Linked DNA regions of Ovis aries: region 1 is linked to region 2. Evidence: chromatin contacts called from public Hi-C data. All regions are on one chromosome and are shown on one strand. Each heading gives the region's core, a stretch centred on a gene start, on an enhancer-like site or on the middle of the called end of the contact. The rest is flanking DNA. Distances are from core to core; before and after follow the strand shown.

Region 1 (6,432 bases), core at 283-2,782, 140 kb before region 2:
GGGACAGTTCCCATGGTGACACATTGGTCTCTTTGATCCTCTTTACTCTCACATGGTGAGTGAACCACCCAGACAGCTGAAGTTCATTATAATCCACTCTGTGAAGAAGGATCACGCCTTCTTCATTCACTCTCCTTCCCCCAAAAGCATATACAACGCTGCTGGCAGCCTTTAAAAGAAAAACCTTTTAAATCTTGCTCAACAACCATCATTGAGGGAGACTCTGAGTGACAGCTGAGATAGAGAGGAAGGAGTACCAAATATGGAGTCAGAAGTCCAACTGGGTTCAAAGCCAGCCTCCACCACTGTTGGTGTGATCTGGGACAAGGAGTTTTCATTTTCCTCATGAAAGCGTCTAGCATAATACAGAGCTGCTAAGTCGCTCCAGTCATGTCCGACTCTGTGCGACCCCAGAGAAGGCAGCCCACTAGGCTCCCCTGTCCCTGGGATCCTCCAGGCAAGAACACTGGAGTGGGTTGCCATTTGAGTCCTCAATAAATGTTTGATCATTGTGTTTGCTCACTATTGTGTGCAAAGCACTATGGGAAAGGGCCATGAAAGGGTCCAGAGGTCAGTAAGACCCAGCCTGCCAGCAGGGAGCTCACGATAAGGTGGTAAGTGATAGCTCAGGCAGCTCAAAGTTTCTGTTTTTTTTTAATTCTCAATAAAAGGATGTTGAGGAAGAGAACACTTTTAAACTTTTGTCACCTTCTGAGCTTAATAAGGAGAACATGCACAATAACAATAATGACCTTCAGACTCATTTCATCACCCTGGGCATCCCTTCTTCAGTCCCAAGTCCTGAACTGTTTCCTATGGAAGAACCCCCTCTGGTGTTAGCCCACCCCTGGTGCGTCTTCCAGCAGCCCATCCTTGAGAGATGAAATCTCAGAAACACCTTGGAAAGCTCAGTTCATCCAGGGCACTAGATAATGAAGTGATGGAGGCACAAATGACAACTGATTAGGCAGGAGCATCTCCAGACAGAGAAGAATAAGAGGGAAGACCAAAGGCAGCTATCTTTTTACAAGCAGCAAAGGCTGTTTCATTTTGGTTTATATCACTGGGTTGTTTATTTTCACTCTTGAAAAAATGGCAAGAGAAAATCGAAAATAATGAGTCAGTTTAAATTAGAGCTATTTGCAAATCCAATCTGTTCTTTGGGTGACCGTGAGAAAAGTACTTTAAACTCTCTGAAACCTAGACTTTTCATCTATAAAATGAGGATAATCATCCTTATAATCTCGGATAACATATCCACATCGAATAGAGAGCACTTTGAAAATAAACAAGTGACAAATATATTCTACACTATTCACTGGTACCCCCAAAAGTGGTCTTTAGGGGGGCAGGCAGGGAGAGGTGGGAGAGAGAGAAAAAAGAAAAAAAATTTGCACCTAAGATGTGCCAGGCACTTTCAATCGACAGCTCTATCTATCTTTATTTTTACAGATCAGGAAGCTGAGGCTCAGAGAAGTTAGGCAACTGAGCCAAGATCACAGAGCTATTAAGTGGCAGATGACGCTGACTCCAAAACTAATACTCCTCCTAAGCCAGTCCACATCACGCTAACCACAGCCACAAATTATGACAGAGTGCAGCCTTGATACCCCCCTCGAAATGTTTCTCCTGCAGTGACTTTTGGGTTAGCGCTTGGCGGGGGGTCCCCAGGGAAGGTGATCTGGCCTTGGCTGGTGGCAAATTCTGGCAGGCACCCTGGGGAGCTGTGTTGGGGCTGGCCTCATGCACAGTCTGCCACAATGAGCAGGAAGAGGGTGTAGCTCTGGCTCTAATGAAGTTCGCAGATGCTGGAGACATGTTGTAAACACCAATGGGTGTGGGTGACTAGGAGGGTGGAGAAGCAGGCAGGGGCTGCTCCAGCAGCTCAGAGCGGGTAGAAATATGGGCGAGAGGTAATGAAGGAAACTCCGTCCACTGGGGCTTGTTTGTGAACAGAGAGAGGCCTGGGAACACTCCCTGAACTAGAGGCAAGGGGCTATGGAGGCAAGAGGGGCCCTAATGCCAGAGAGAGAAGTGCCAGGAAAAATGACCCAGAAACCTAGGAAGTGCCGGCCTCGTCCCCTGGCAAGTGCTGACCGAGTGGCTCCTAGTACAAGCCTCCGTAGCGAGGGTCTGAGTCTAAGAATTGGTCCCCAGTCACCAAATAATGGGGCTTCCCAGGTGGCTCAGTGGTAAAGAACCCGCCTGCCAATGCAGGAGATTCAGGTTCGATCCCTGGGTCAGGAAGATCTCCTAGAGGAGGAAATGGCAACCCACTCCAGTATTCTCGCCTGGAAAAATCCCACGGACAGAGGAGCCTGGTGGGCTAGAGCCCACAGGGTCGCAAAAGACTTAGACATGACTTAGCAACTAGATAATAACAACAGCAACAAATAATAGTGCAATTGACATTAACTAACTTGAAACTTGACTCATTAGAAAAGACTCTGATGCTGGAGGATTGGGGGCAGGAGGAGAAGGGGACGACAGAGGATGAGAGGGCTGGATGGCATCACCGACTCGATGGACGTGAGTCTGAGTGAACTCCGGGAGTTGGTGATAGACAGGGAGGCCTGGCGTGCTGCGATTCATGGGGTCGCAAAGAGTCGGACACGACTGAGTGACTGAACTGAACTGAACTGAACTTGAAACTTGACTCCCCCCGTCACTAGCTGGTGCCTTGGCAAATCACTAATTTTGAACTCTAGTTTTTCAATTGCAAAATGGGTAGAATAATTAGTACCTTCCACATAAAGTCATTTTGAGGATTAAATGATACAATGCATGTGAAAAAAAAGAAAAAGAAACACTTGGCATAGTGCTTAGCTCAAGTTAAGCCCATAATAAAGGGTGGCTGCTAATGGTACTATTAAGCGCCTCTTACGTGCCCGGGCACCAGGTTTGTCATTGTGCAGGAACTTGCAGGAAACAGATGACAGACTCACTTGGGACACTTAAAATACATTTTATCCAAGGGACTGTTGGTTGACGTCTGGGTGAGAGTAAGGGGAAGAGTAATAGATCTTGAGACACCCAGGAACTAACAACATTGGTGACTTATCCTCTGTCGCTCAGCCTCAGCTGAAAGCCGGAGCTCAAGGACATCAGCCACCAACTCTGACAGCTGGAGTTAGAGTGTGAAGAGAGGGATGCGGCCATTGGCCAAGAACCAAGCAAACGCAGGGGGAGCGATTAGGAGGCCCCCTCTCTCCCCGAGCGCCCCTCAGTCTTCTGTCACTGCTTCCCCTTGGCTAAACTCCAAGGAGAAGGTGGAAAGCAAGGAATGCCATTCAGGTCCACCGCCCAGGCACCAGTGAAGCAGGGCAGAGGCTGGTGAGGCACAGATTCGAGCGCGGAGCCAACAGAACCACAGCCCAGAATCCCAAACTCATTTATTTATCTCATTAAACCCCAAGAACATCGGGGTCATTATCTTTCTTTTTCAGATGAGAGAACTTGACTCAGGGAGGTGCAGCAACTCATTCAGAAACCCAGCTTGAAAACTGGTGGAGCCCTCACTGGAATCCGAATTCATCTCCTCAGTGTGGCCTCCATGGATTCCGTCATGCCGATCCCTAAGAGAACAGATTTGAAAGCCCCTCCTTATCCAGAAGGATTGAGTGGGAGGGTATTCCCACGTGAAACCAAAAGGATGCATACCATTTTAAATGAGTGTGGGTTAAGGAATGGTTTGTACAAACAAGCAGAATAAGAAAAGTGGATGCTGTGTGCCCATGTGGGCTAGGAGTTCATCGTCCTTCAAGAGACATGTCCTTGAGTGCCATCAGCACTTCCTGTGGGACCGGAAGTGACGTGTCAGCTGGTAGACACAGCCTTTAAGTACATGGCATTTCCAAGGGCCACAGCTCTTCCAAGTACATTCTGTGCATTTACACATCTTAATAGTAGATTTAATTCACTTAGCCATCATTGTCTCATGTAATCAGACATGAGTACAGCTCTTGAAACACTGACAGGGTCTCATGTAGGTGAATTCTGCTTCACAATGATAGAAAGAGCTGACATTGAAGGATCAAAAAGTGACTTCGCCATGAACACTTGGCCACCACAGGTGGTAACTTTTCTGACACCTCCTGCTTAAACCCCAAAGGTCAGAAGGATCAGGAGGCCCCGCTTTCATGGTCTGTATTCATACTGAAAATCAAGATCAAGCATGCTTTTGCCCTTCTGCTCCACGGGAGGTTTCTGTCCTCCCTGAGCTCACCTTAGGACACCTGCATTACTGCTTGACAGGTGTACCTGTACCTCGTGTAGGAGTCTTATGTACAAATGATTTCAACGATGTGACCAGGGACACGGCTGCTCTGTCAGAAGAGCAAGCAGGTGTTTAAGAGCAGACCGAAAAGTTAGTGACCCAGGAGTGGGCTGGAGGTGGCTCTTAAGGGCGCTTTAACCAAAAATTCAGTGACCACACTGCTAACTTGAAAATGGCCACGGTGGGAGTGAGTGGTCATCACTATGAAGGAAGGTTGGATTTGCTTTTGTTTGTTTGAAGGATTGTTGTTAAATGTTTACCAGCACACCACTGCCTGGAGGGCTTCCCCGAGGAGGAATATTTAATACAGATAATGTATAAGGAGATGGAAAGGTGCCCCAATTCCTCCTTCCTCCTTCCTTTCCACACCCTTTCCTCCAGCTTCATTGAACCAAATCAGGCCCCACCCTCCCTCTGTACACTTCTCTGCCCTCTGCCCTCTGCCAGGAAGGTCCCTTTCCTCTTATCTCCCAGAAACGCTTTCACTCTTGGTGAATCTCTTTACAGACTGTGACTGCAAACACCTGCCTGGGACCCAATGCCAGCTGGACAAACTTGGGCACCCTTGTCAATCCAGAGCCTTGTTTTCTAGGCTGTAAAGTGGAGCTGCCCTGTCTGCTCTTGGGAGTGGAATAAGATGATCGAAGGGCCACCAAGGAGAAGTAAGAGCCAACAAAGGCATGCAATGAAATGCTGGCCAACAGAGCTGGGAGCTGGGTCAGAAACCATCAAAACCAATCATCTCAACTTACAGATGGGAAAACCAAAGTGCCGTGGGCTAGCATGTTCCTTGGCTAGATTGTTGAGGGCAGTGGGAGAACATGATCTTGTGAGTGTCCCAGATTTCTCCTTGTGCCCACCATGGATGTGTGGGTGCTCCCAGGCCAGACCTCCCAGGAATGAGATTCTGGAATCAGTACAGAAGCAATAGCTGCCCCCAACTTCCCAGGCAGGAGGCCAAGGAGAGGAGGGCTGCCTCTCGAGGGAAGAGAGAGCAAGGCACACCAGTGCTATGCAGAGACCTGGTGGGGTCGTGCTACCTCATCTCAATACCCCACCCCACAGAAGAAGGGAAGGAGGGAAGGCAAAGAGAAGCAGGGCCTCACCAGGCGCCTCACCAGGCAGTAAGAACTGGTCTATCGGGAGAGCTGGAACCTAGAAGCTCTCTCTGAGACCTCAGTGAGATGAGCATCATGAGCCACAGAGAGAGCTGTTGGGTGAGGTCAGGTCAATCCCACGTTAAATCTTGGGAAGCAGCCAAAAGGGGTTGACCTCGTAGAGCCCATGGTCATCAACAAGGGCCCAGGCAGGAGGTGGATACCAAGAGCCTAAAAAGCAGGCTGAGACCCCGCAGAAAAGGCTGCTGCTGTCATCTCACGCTTGCCAAAGAGTTCAGAGTAAGGATTTGGTTGCCTTTCTAATGATGTTTTAATTGCACAAGCTCTACGTCAATATATTCTCAATGCAAACAATCTGACATGACATGCAAAGCAGAATCCCCCTGGATATCCATCCACCATGCTCCCCAGAAGATCACTTTTCTAAATTAATTTTTTGGGAGCACAGTTGGTTTACAGGGCTTCCTGGATGGCACTGCGATAAAGAATCGCCTGCAATGCGGGTTTGATCCCTAGGTCAGGAAGATGCCTTGGAGGAGGGCATGGCCACCCATTCCATGGACAGAATCCCATGGACAGAGGAGCCTGATGGGCTGCCGTCCATGGGTTTCAGAGAGCTGGACATGACTGAAGCGACTGAGCGTGCAGGCGTAGTTGATTTACAGTGTCATGCTATTTTCAAGTGTACAGCAAAGTGAGTCGGTTACACATAAACACGAATCTATTCTATCCTTTCTCAGATTCTTTTCCCGCATAGGTCATTGCAGAGTGTTGGGTAGAGTTCCCTGTGCTAGACATGTAGGTTCCCCACCTACACGTGTAGGTCCTTATCAGTTATCTATTCCATGAGGCTCATACTGACGTGCATGCTTCCCAGCCTTTGTCTGTGAGCTTGTAATTTTTTTATTTACTGGGTCTTCATTGCTGCATGGGCTGTTTCTCTAGTTGCGGCGAGACGGGGCTACTCTTCGTTGCAGTGAGGCATCTCACTGACATGGCTTCTCTTGTTGCAGCTTAAGGACTGGTGAGCACAGGCTC
Region 2 (6,430 bases), core at 2,075-4,574:
CCAGTAAGTATTTAATTCTTCTTTCAAGGGTGTCTTCCATTATTATTTCAGAGTGCAATTTAGTCATCAAACATTTACTCAGCCTCATGTTTATAAATTATATAGGCCAGGGATTTAACTCTTCTGGACCTACCTGTTCTGAAAAGAGGCATGGTCATAACCCTGATGTCACGCCAGGCACCTGCCTTGAAAGGAGATGACTTGTGAACTTGAAGTTCCTTACCTCTTTTAGAAATGCTGGAGCAAATCTAGAGAGTTCCCTTTATGATGCAATCAGAGGAATAACCAGAAAGCTGCCTGCCACAAAGAGGCACTGGCTTTCCTCCTCCAGAAGGCTGTTAGGAAAGTTTGCCTTTTTTAATTGAGTTTCAGAATCCTGTCTTGATTATATGACATAATAATAGTGGCTTTCCTATTCATCTGTGTAATATTGTTTTCTCACTGTGGTGGTTACTTTTGTTGAAGGGGAAGGCCTACTGCCTTAGATAAATAAGAGAAAAGCAGAAAGCTCCTCACGGCACTGGTTCCCCAACTAGAAAATGCCAAGTCCTGACTTACACATCAAGAGGGTGAGGGTTGCCAATCAAGGACTTATCCAAGTTCAATGCAGTTTAAGAATCTTGGCTTTGATGGTAAAGTGGATTAACTTTTCCGTGTATCTTCAAGCCCCAGTATCCCAAGAAATGTTTGCCATCACAATGAAAGCTACGGAGGAGGAGGTTGCAGGTATTTCTTTCTTGGTTCCTCCTTTTGAAAAAGGCAATATTTTCAGAGTTAAAGTAAACTGGCTGGCTCCTATGGGGGTGGGGTTGAAACTCTCCAGGCCGCGGGAGGAGGGTCGGGGGTTTCCCTGCGAAAACCTGCCCTCCCCTCCGGTTACAGGCCCTGGCAGCCATTGGCCAAAGACCGGCTGGGGGATCCGCAAGGGCTTCCAACTCTCCGAACCGAGCGGGATTCCTGGCCTTGGCATAAAGGGCTGAGTGGATTCATTCGGGGCGCGATGCATTCCAAGAATGCTTCTGTGGTTGGCAAGGAGTAGGAAAATCAAGGATAACAAATATTCTAAGGAAATCTAATAGGTACCAGGAGCGTAGGACTCAAATAAACAGGTGACTTAAAGTACGAAGTAACTGGATCTCAGTGAGGGTGACCGCACACTGCCCAGGGCTGGGGCATCTCCTTTTTCTCTCCTGGGCTGACACCCGGCCGCCTTTACAGACAAGGGGGCTTGGTGCAGAGGGCGGGCGGAGCCCAAGGCGCGCCTGAATCCAAACAAAACACCTCGCAAGCCTACGTTTAGAAAGCGATACCGAACACCACACTCACGTTTAAAAAAAAAAAAAAAAAGGGCACTGTTTGCAGAGAAGATGACGGCGAAAACATTTCCCGGCTGGAAAATTACTGATCACAAACTAAGGGGGAGTGGGGGTGGGGAGGCCGAGTTATAAGACTGAAATAACGATTGCCGTTTCCTCTTCTCTTCCTGGTGGGCAGGGACGGCTGCTGCGAGCTGCGTGGGCCCTTTTCCAGAACCCGGGTCCCACCGCATAGTTCCACTTTCTGGCACGGGGCCACTTTCCAGCTGAGCCCCTTTCGGTAGGTCTGACTGCTCTAGAGCCTGAGCCAAGGGAACGAGTTGCCGTTTGACCTTTACCTCGCCACTTCACCTCTTTATGACTCAGTTTTCTCATCCATAAAGTGGAGAGTTGCGTGCTTTGCAAAGTGCTTTGAGATTCCCGGTTGAAAGGTGTCCCCGCACCTCACGCCCCTCCCCTCTCTCCCCACTTCACATAGCGAAATCTCTTTCAGTCCCTTCCTCGCTCCTTCAGCTATCAAAACCGTAGCTCTATTTCCCATTCCGGCCTCTTTCCGCCCTTTTCAGAAGGGGAACACCTCTCTCGCTTTCTCAGTCTCCAGGTCCTCGCCACGCACTGGAGGGCACCCACCTCCCTTCTACTCCCAACCCCCGGGCAGACGAGCCCAAGAAGGACCATGCGAGGCCAGGCCAAATGCCCGCACTGGCGCTCGGGGACTACAGCAGGGCTCCTGCGTGCGTATGACGGACCCGAGCTGGATGAGTCACGCGGATAATCGCGCTCTTCTCCAGTGCGCAGACTGCGCGGCAAGCGCGCACCGGAGCGGGGGTGGGGTTGCGCTACCGTCCCCCTCTCCCCTACCGACCCCTCTTGGCCGCGAGCTTCGAACTCAAGGAGCGACCCATGGCGACGCCGACTGTCCCAGTCGCCCGGGGACCGGACCTGCGCCCCGTACCCAAATCCCCGCGCCCGGCCCGCTGCCGGCACCGCCGCCGGCGTCAGCGCGGCTCCTGCCCGCCAGCTGCCGGGCTGGCGTCACAGCCCGCCGGGCCCCGCCTGCGCCCCTCCCTCCTCCCCGCCCCCACGTGCGCTGAGTTTGTTTATTTAGCTGCCATGGCAACGTGCGGGGGGGCTGCTGGAGGGAGGGGAGAAGAAAGGGAGGGGCGGGGCCTGGCGGCGGGCCCCAGCGCGCAGCGGGTAGGAGGCGGGGGGAGGGCGGGAGCGGAGAAGTTATAAGTAAGGAGCGCGCGGCGGCCGCCGGCAGTTCCCCGGCCTCAGAGAGCGAGCGCGGCTGCGGGCGCGCGGGGAGCAGAGGCGGTGGCGGGCGGCGGCGGCACCGGGAGCCGCCAAGTGCCCCTCCCCGCCCCTCCGGCCCCCCACCCACCCACCCACCCGCCCGCGGCCAGCGCCCATGGCCGCGCGCGCCTTGCGCAGCCCCCCGGACTCCGCGCCTCGCGCCGCCGCCCAGTCCGCAGATCCGCGCCACCGCATCCAGTCTCACCTGGCGGCGCCGCCCGCCCGCCACCCCGGCCACAGCCCCAGCGCTCACGGCGATAGCCGCGGCGACCGCGACAGCGGTGGGGGACGCTGCTGAGTCGAAGAGAGCGCAGCCTGGCCACCGGACCTACTTAACTCGCCTTGCTGATTGTCTATTTTTACGAGTTTACAACTTTTCTAAGAACTTTCGTATACAAAGGAACTTTTTTTTTTAAGGCATCTCCCTTTTATATTTAATCCAAAGAAGAAGGATCTCGGGCAATTTGGGGTTTTGGGTTTTGGCTTCGTTTCTAAGTTTTTTTCCTCTTCGTTGGCTTTGGGGTTTGGGTACCCCTTCTGCTTCGGACTCCCGAGGACCTTTTGGGCCCCCACATTAATGAGGTAGGTGCGGCGCGGGGCGCAGGGAGGGGTGAGGGCGGATGGGACGCGCCAGAGCGGCGGTCGAGAGTGGCCCCTGACTTCTGCCTCTGCTCCCCACCCGGTCCGAAGGCAGCCACCTGGCGAGTCTGACATGGCTGTCAGCGACGCGCTGCTCCCGTCCTTCTCCACGTTCGCGTCCGGCCCGGCGGGAAGGGAGAAGACACTGCGTCCAGCAGGTGCCCCGAATAACGTGAGTGTCGGCCTGGGCCTTTGGGGCCTTCCGGTGGGCTTCTGTGGGTGGGATGGGGACGGGCGGAGCCCTGGGGTCACCGAGCACCACTAGACGACGGGCAGGAGTGGCCCCGCACGGGCTCCTCCGCAGGCTACCCGGGATGGCTTCAGCGCCCTTGGCTTAGCTGTACATGCGTGTGGTCCCGAAGCGGTGGAGCCGCCGGGGGCGCACACCGGGTCCGCACACGTCCCGGAGCGCGCGAGCGGCAGGGCGGGCGCGCGGGCCACCGGGCGGGAGGTGTCTCTGTCCCCAGACACTGGCTGGGCCAGAGTGAGCTTGGCGCGTAGGCGTCCCCGTGGCGAGGGCGCACCAAGAGAACCTCGGTGTCCCAATTCTGGGGACGGCGGGAGCGTCCCCGGGATCCGGCGGGGGAGGGACCCAGGCTGGCGAGCCTCGGCGCTCGCTCACACGCAATCGGGCAGACACAACCTAACATCCTCCATATATCCACGCACCGCCTTTCCCCAGACCCGGGTGTGGGCCATGATTGCAGCACTGGCATCCACAGACCCCGGGGCCTTTCCTGCCCATCCGGTCCCCGTGTCTAGGCGGGGTAGGCGCGGCGGGCCCACCACTAACATCGAGTGGCAGTTAGGGACAGCACTGACTGTCTGTCTCGCGTCCTGTCCCCACAGCGCTGGCGGGAGGAGCTCTCCCACATGAAGCGACTTCCCCCGGTGCTTCCCGGCCGCCCCTACGACCTGGCGGCGGCGACCGTGGCCACCGACCTGGAGAGTGGAGGAGTCGGCGCGGCTTGTGGCAGCAGCAACCCGGCTCTCCTGCCCCGGAGGGAGACGGAGGAGTTCAATGATCTCCTGGACCTGGACTTTATCCTCTCCAACTCGCTGTCCCATCAGGAGTCCGTGGCCGCCACGGTGTCGTCCTCGGCATCAGCCTCTTCCTCGTCCTCCCCGTCGAGCAGCGGTCCAGCCAGTGCGCCCTCCACCTGCAGCTTCAGCTATCCAATCCGGGCCGGGGGCGACCCGGGCGTGGCGGCGCCGGGCGGCGCGGGCGGCGGCCTCCTGTATGGCCGGGAGTCTGCACCCCCTCCGACAGCTCCCTTCAACCTGGCGGACATCAACGATGTGAGCCCCTCCGGCGGCTTCGTGGCCGAGCTCCTGCGGCCCGAATTGGACCCAGTGTACATTCCGCCGCAGCAGCCGCAGCCGCCAGGTGGCGGGCTGATGGGCAAGTTCGTGTTGAAGGCGTCGCTGAGTGCCCCTGGCAGCGAGTACGGCAGCCCGTCGGTCATCAGTGTTAGCAAAGGCAGCCCAGACGGCAGCCACCCGGTGGTGGTGGCGCCCTACAGCGGCGGGCCACCACGCATGTGCCCCAAGATCAAGCAGGAGGCTGTCTCCTCGTGCACCGTCGGTCGGCCCCTAGAGGCCCACTTGGGCACTGGACCTCCTCTCAGCAATGGCCACCGGCCGCCTGCGCACGACTTTCCCTTGGGGCGGCAGCTCCCCAGCAGGACTACCCCGACCCTGGGTGCCGAGGAACTGCTGAGCAGCCGGGACTGTCATCCTGCCCTGCCGCTCCCCCCGGGCTTCCATCCCCACCCCGGGCCCAACTACCCTCCCTTCCTGCCCGACCAGATGCAGCCGCAGGTCCCACCGCTGCATTACCAAGGTCAGTCCCGGGGATTCCTAGCTGGGGCTGGAGAGCCCTGCGTGTGCCGGCCATCCGGGGCACACAGGATGACGCTGACCCCACCTTCTTCATCCCTAGAGCTCATGCCACCCGGTTCCTGCATGCCGGAGGAGCCCAAACCAAAGAGGGGAAGGCGGTCGTGGCCCCGGAAAAGGACGGCCACTCACACTTGTGATTATGCAGGCTGCGGCAAAACCTACACGAAGAGTTCTCATCTCAAGGCACACCTGCGCACCCACACAGGTAGGACGGGAAGCCGTGGAGGTGGGGTGGGGGCACCCGGTGTCCAGCCTCAACACTCCTCAGGGCCTCCCTTGGGATGTGGGGTGCAGTCTATCTCCTCCATCTCCTGGATCACAGGAGAGAACAGCAAACTGGCGCCTACTATTTTGCCCAGGAGCCTTTTGCTGGGCGGATGGTATCAGTGCTTGAAAGTGCAGTTTTGTTAGGCCTTTGAAAGGCAGGGAGATTCCAGGCTGCAGGTGGGCCTCTTCTAGCTTGAGCAGAGCATTGCCCTTGTAATCAAGAAATTATGCCTTGCTGTGCAAAATCATGATAAGTTTTTTAAGCAGTTTTGTATTCTCCACTATTTTTATTGGTTGTTCCCTTCCCAGGGTTCACCCCTCCCCCTCTTTAGTCCTAACAATTAGGTTTTATTTAAATCTCAAGGACTTAATGGTTAGGCTTGCTGAGATTCTGATTTAAGATTGTCACGACAGAGAATCTGTGTAAGTAGGCACAGAAGGTCACTAAAGTATAGCTTTCATAAATAATATTGGTACAGGAAAAGTAGTATTCTCCTGTCACTTTTTAGAACCAGTTGTAGTGGGATAGGATATTATTGCTTGGTTTGGGTTAGGAGAGACACCCTAACAGTCATAATTTCTAAATCCATTTCCTGCCCCATCTTTGCTCAAAAGAATGAAAACATTAGTCCAACAGAAGTATAGTTTTAAGTGGTTTTTGTGTTTTCTGTGATTATCTAATTTCCCTTTAAAAAAGCAAAAAAAAAACAAACCCATAAAATTCCTGTTTCTGATCTGAAATGTAATACAGCCTTGAGAAGGTATAAAGACATTTCCTGGATCCTTTCAGAATGGGGTACTTGAGTTGGTTTGATGTCTGGCCTCCAAGTTCTTAAAATTTCATCCTTCAGGAATAGCTTCCAACAAGTTTATTTTTCTTTTCTAGGTGAGAAACCTTACCACTGTGACTGGGATGGCTGTGGGTGGAAGTTTGCCCGCTCAGATGAACTGACCAGGCACTATCGCAAACACACTGGGCACCGCCCCTTCCAGTGCCAGAAATGCGACCG

What was found. A called contact is a pair of places that touch in the nucleus more often than the background predicts.
Region 1: a contact with region 2 is called in a Hi-C map of mixed tissues, with 3 times the contacts expected there. The contact joins the enhancer-like site here to the promoter of KLF4 in region 2.

What each region holds. Positions count from the first base shown.
Region 1 is chr2:15,541,034-15,547,465 of ARS-UI_Ramb_v3.0, forward strand. LOC121818530 (a long non-coding RNA gene) reads left to right here and starts at 4,786. Exons shown (of 3, transcript XR_006058499.2): 1 at 4,786-4,938. Within about 2 kb of position 1,533, at least 11 of the 54 cell types and tissues checked have an H3K27ac peak or open chromatin away from gene starts, as enhancers often do.
Region 2 is chr2:15,682,815-15,689,244 of ARS-UI_Ramb_v3.0, forward strand. KLF4 (KLF transcription factor 4) reads left to right here and starts at 3,325. Exons shown (of 4, transcript NM_001164219.1): 1 at 3,325-3,423; 2 at 4,101-5,094; 3 at 5,194-5,358; 4 at 6,307-6,430. The coding sequence starts at 3,325.